Regions from separate parts of the Zea mays genome. Here region 1 is linked to region 2. The links are chromatin contacts, called in public Hi-C maps. All regions are on one chromosome and are shown on one strand. The core of a region is the stretch at or near the end of the contact, and the rest is flanking DNA. Distances in the headings are between cores, read along the strand shown.

Evidence for each region. Hi-C and Micro-C count contacts between places; a contact is called where the count stands out from the background.
Region 1: a contact with region 2 is called in a Hi-C map of leaf, with 7 times the contacts expected there. The contact joins the promoter of LOC103641500 here to the promoter of LOC100383578 in region 2. A contact is called at or near these places in 3 of 25 Hi-C or Micro-C datasets (ear, endosperm and leaf).

Annotation. Positions count from the first base shown.
Region 1 is chr10:101,909,082-101,911,860 of Zm-B73-REFERENCE-NAM-5.0, forward strand. It overlaps LOC103641500, which reads left to right and starts at 1,283. Exons shown (of 22, transcript NM_001365042.1): 1 at 1,283-2,519. The coding sequence starts at 1,687.
Region 2 is chr10:101,519,047-101,521,815 of Zm-B73-REFERENCE-NAM-5.0, forward strand. It overlaps LOC100383578, which reads right to left and starts at 1,485. Exons shown (of 3, transcript NM_001357163.1): 1 at 1,083-1,485; 2 at 600-929; 3 at 1-520. The coding sequence starts at 737. The coding sequence ends at 65. LOC113604965 reads left to right here and starts at 2,256. Exons shown (of 5, transcript NM_001158198.2): 1 at 2,256-2,735. The coding sequence starts at 2,464.

The DNA.
Region 1 (2,779 bases), core at 33-2,532, 390 kb after region 2:
CTCTTCTCTAGCCACTTGGCAATACTGTGCTAACGCTTAACCAAGTTTTTGTGGCATTAAGTTCAAGTTTTACAGGATCACCTATTCACCCCCCTCTAGGTGCTCTCAGTTATATATGGGCTCAAGTGTGCTAAATCACTGCCAGCCGGGTGGTTTTCATACTTGATCTCTTATAAATCTGGTCGAGTCGTCGCACCGAGCCTGTTCGCTTGGCTTTAATCCGTACTGGCTTCTACTGTTTCTACAATGTTTTTGTCTTTATGAATCACAACTGTATCAGTCCGAACAACTGACTTTTATCCAAAACGAACAACCCCACCAATCAAAAGTTTAGGGCTCAGACCTTGTTTGTTTACCCTCTATATTATATAATCCAGCTTAAATAAGTTAAACGGTAAACGAACAACACAAATCTAGATGTCTAAATTATGATAATTCATAAGCTGATCTTATATAATCTATAAGCTAGTTTATATAGTCCTAGACACAAACAAACAACGACTCAAACAACACAATCATATATATCACAAATATATTTTACCCACAAAAAACATCATAAAATCCAATACGAAATAGGGGACTACGGGCATGTTTGGTTCAACTTTTTTCTGACCAGCTTTTCTGAAAATCTGGCTGTGGGGAGAATCTGAGTATCATTACGATTATGTGTGAAGGAAGATAAAGTTGTTCATAGGGATCAGGATCTAGAAAATGACGGATTCCTACTATTACAACGACTAAACCGATTATATGTTTATATTGATTTTGGATGGTTTTTGTTCCAACGAATTTTATAGAAGCTGGCTAAAAAGTTGAGCGTTTGACAGTCCACAACAGTTTTTGGTGGCCAGAAGCTGCCAGAAGCCGAAACAAACAGGCTTTAGGATATAAGAGATCTGTGTCCCAGTCGTAGCCGGTAGCCGGTTGCATTGTTTTAAGATTGATATTTTGACTTATCTGGAAAAGATAATCAAAACTAAAAGAAAGCTCCCGACCACTCTCCAGCGATGCAGCCCGTAGTCTAGAACCACACGCCACGGCCACGCCCGCCGAGCTCACCCGTACCCGGGATCGCGACGGAGACCCCACCGCGGCCAATTTTATTTTTCTCGCGGGAAGGAAGAAAATAAATTCTCGCTCACGGTCACGGGCTCAAGGTCACGGCAGTCAAAATGGAAGATAGGGATGAGGAGCAGAAGAGGAAACACAGCGTGCCGTGGACTCATCTCTCGCTGGCCGCTGCTGCAGCTGCGGAGCTGCCACTGCCTCCGCGGGCTCCACCGGGGCAAATCGCCCCTGCTGGAGAGGCTGGAGCGTCTCTTCGCCTTCTCTCTCTACTTTCTCTGTCCTCGCCACTCACAAGTCCTCGCCAGCGGCAGCAAGCACACTGCGCTTCCTCTTCCGCTCCCTCCACTGTGTGACTCGCCCATCATCCATCACCCTCGCCGTGCGCGCGCGGGCGCTAGGCTTTGGAGATCTCTCGCTTGGCTTCCGAGATCCGCGCCGATCCGCCCGCCGCCGCATTCTCCTCGGGCGTGGCGGTTGCGTGCGCCGCCGCCGCACGATCCGTTTCCTTCCGGCGCTGAATCGGGGGACGCTGCCAGCGAGCGGGGCGTTCCGGTTTCTCTGCTCGCTTCCGCGCTCGTGGAGCAGAGCAATGGTTCGGAGTGACCGGCGGCAGCGACGATGAGGTGCGTCGCGTGGTGGGCGGTCCTTCTCGCGGCCGCCTCGTTGGTTGGCGCTTGGGGGAACCACACTGTATCGGCGCTCACGTTGGTATCGGAGACGTGGTACGATGACCGCTTGGCGCTGGTTCCTGTTGAGTTTGGCGGCGGTGACGGCGAGGATGCCGCGGGGCTTCGCAGTGAGCTCCCGTGCCAGACATACTCCGCGAACTCGAGGTCCTGCGAGGAATTGAACGGCTCCGGGTCGTTCAACACCACCTGCGTCATAAGTTCCAGCTCTTCGCTGGACGGTGATCTGTGCGTATATGGCGACGGGAGTGTGGAGATTCGGCCCCATGTCAAGATCATCTGCCCCTTCAGGGGGTGCTACATCACCGTCAATGTCTCAGGGAGCGTCAGGATTGGTGAGCATGTTGAGGTGATTGCAGGGTCGGTAAGCCTGTACGCGGCCAATGTGTCGTTGGATCACCACTCCACCATCAACACCACTGCACTCGCCGGTGAGCCTCCTCCTCAGACGAGTGGGACGCCGCACAGCCTGGAAGGGGCAGGTGGTGGACATGGTGGGAGGGGTGCATCATGTAAAGTGTCAAATGACACCAACTGGGGAGGTGATGTGTACGCGTGGTCGACATTGGATTGGCCTTGGAGCTATGGCAGCATGGGTGGCAGCATGTCCGCCGGTCAGTTTGGAGGGTACGGTGGAGGCCGTGTCATGCTTAGGACATCCGGCTTTCTGAATGTTGATGGACAGGTGCTTGCTGAAGGTGGTGTTGGCAGTCTCAAGGGTGGCGGCGGCTCTGGGGGAAGCATTATAATACATGCTTTCAAGCTGTAAGATCCATGTCACCCAAACTTCTATCTGTTTTTACTATGAGTTACCAGGGCAATCTAAATTCTTTGGAGAGTTAGAAACCATGTTCTGTTTAGTATTGGAATACTCCACTAACTGATTCTGCATTCAGCACCAGTGCGAGAAAAGCCACTGCAATCGTTAGGCTTCTGACAATGTCACTCCAAATTTTTTGGGACTCTTTAACTCCAATATATCACTCACCTTGATGTATAGCTAACTTTGGGCCAAAGTGGCTTTG
Region 2 (2,769 bases), core at 235-2,734:
AGCTTATGTTTTTTCCTCTCCTCCCAAGTTCTCTTGAGCCATGCAAGCTTCCCTTCTGGAATCTTTAGTGTGAGAAACACATCTCGATACTCCTTCTTGATGAGAAGTTGAGTGGCATAGAAATGTCATCACTTCCTTCAACTATCCCAGCTGAGATAACTGATTCCATCATTTCTGTTATCTCTTGCCTAACATGATCATTAGGCGAAGATGTTGCGGAAGACTTGCTTGAACTAGCTTTTTCCACAAATGAATCCACAAAACGCTTGAACTGCATATCTCTAAAATTCTTCTTTGATTTTTTAATTGGGGATTTGTGATCAACACCTCTTTTTCTAGCTTGCTTGTCCTCAACACTTGGAGACACCTCCTCCACATCATCACTATCATTGGCAGGCAATCCTTCTTTTGCCCCTGGAGCCATAGCATATGCATTAGTGCAGGACACCCCATTAAACATTATTTCAAGATCTTCATTCTCCAATGCTGCAAGCCTAAACTTTTTGCATGCTGGCATGGCCTGAAACACAACAACTCTAATAGTTATAACAAGCAACATAACCATTTCATACAATAGAAACAAAGCCAAGGTTGCATACCTCTATCTTTTCTTCCCACCATTCGTCACTAGCTGTAATAGAACCAATCCTTGGATCTCTTCCTAACCCAGACACACTAAGGAGTAGTGTTTTCCATGTTGTAAAGTCAGATTTCAGTGCATCCCAACGGGTTTTCATTTGAACACGGGTGTAATTTCTGCCTGACCATTCATTAAACTTGGCTACAAGATTGGCGTACCCTTTGTTGTTCAAACAACCTTGTGGTCTATTATTTGTCAATACTTATTCCACACATATCTCATTAAAAATTCTAGCAGCACTGAGATCCCATTGAGCATTTGGTTTCCTGTTCTTTGGCATGTTATCCATCTATGCATGATAGGTTGAACTAATTATTCTTGGCTGTTCAGTGACAGAAAAATTGGAGACTTCCAACCTTCTAAATTGCAACTACTTCTTTGACAAAAAAATTACCAGTCACAATGTTCAGATTACCACAAAAGAAAGCACTGAACTAATTACCTTAGCGTCGATCTGGGACAAGCAGCTCGATCTGGAGCAGTTGGGCGTCGATCTGGAGCAGCAGCTCGACCTGGAGCGGTAGGGCGTCGATCTGGGAGCGGCAGGGCAGGGGCACAGAGGACGGAGGCCGGATTTGATCTGGAGCAGGCGTCGTCGATCTGGAGCAGGCGGACAAAGGACGGAGGACGACAACGTCGATCTGGAGCAGGCGGCGTCGAACTGGCGGCGGAGCAGGGGCACAGAGGTTCGCCGGAGAGGGCCAAGCAGGGTCCCGGAGACGAGCGGAGACAGGGGCTACGACGGTGCCCGGTTTCGGCGTCCAAGAAGAGGAGCTGCGCCGTTGCGGCTTGGAGACACGAGCGGGGAGAGGGGCTGAGGCTTGGGGAAAGTCGTGGCTAGGGTCTGGTGCCGTGGTGCGGGAGGGATGAGAGAAATCAGACCTTTTTATACTATGGAAAATGTGGGTAAATATGTATGAACTTTAGGGGTACTTGGACCGCATAAGCGGTGGAAAGCAGGGTGCCCCCCCCCCCCCCCCCCCCCCCCCCCGCTTGTGCTGCCCGCGGGTTTTACGAAGAAAAATTGCGCGCTGGTTTGCTCCACAGTTGGAGAATCTGGATGTTTGGCACACTAAGCGCTGGTTGAGAAGCGGAGCCAAACATGGCCATAGTCCAATTTCAGGGAATTGAGCCTCTGATTCCATATTCCAATTCCGTGTGCAACCAAACAACAGAATTTTGGAAAGTTGATTCTAATTCTCAATTTTGAGCTTCAATATCGACATCCGAACGGGATATTAGGCTATTGAATTTATGAGCATAAATTTTTCATTTTTGTGAGATTTTTTAGGAATTATCTTTTTTTCCCTAGTCGACTAACGTACGTGGAGACTTCAGCAGTCTACAATTAGATATTTCATTTCATGCATAATATAGACTCTCCGTTTCGTTTTAGTTGTCGCTGGATAGTGCAAAATTGAACTATCTAGTGACAACTAAAAAGAAACGGAGAGAGTATGTAGTATATTTCGGATTTCACCGTTATATATTCCATCATCCTAACGTCCTTATGATGTCATCAGCTGTGCCGGCCGGCCCAGGATCAATCAGGATACACACGCCCTGACGCCCATGAAGTCGTTGAGAGGTAGCCGTCAGCACCCACTTCACTTTCGGCGAATTGTCTACCGTGCAAGTGCAACTGCGGCACTCGTTCTGTGCCTGATGATGCTCTAGCCTCCGGAGATTCGATCGTATATATTCTCCTCCCTGGCCGTGTCCAACGAGTAGTAATTAGTTTGTTCCCGTGTCCGTGTTTTGGTTGAATAATAAATTGACGAAAGAGGGCCACGTATAGCTTAGAGAGAAGCTAGCTAGCTGAAATGGAGGCTAGCAGCCGCCGCCGCGTCTCACTTGTGCCACTGCTGCTGGTGATCATCGGGTGCTGTGCCTGCCGCGCCCAGATCCCGATCCCGGCGAGGACGGACGGGTTCGTGTACGGCGGGAAGCCGCCGGCGTGGGGCGAGACGGTGGTGGTAGAGGCGTTCTTGGACCCAGTGTGCCCCGACAGCCGCGACGCGTGGCCGGCGCTCAAGAAGGTCGTCGAGCACTATAGCTCACGCGTGTCCATCGTCGTTCACCTCTTCCCGCTGCCGTGAGTGCAACTTATTCCCTGTTTAGGTTATGCC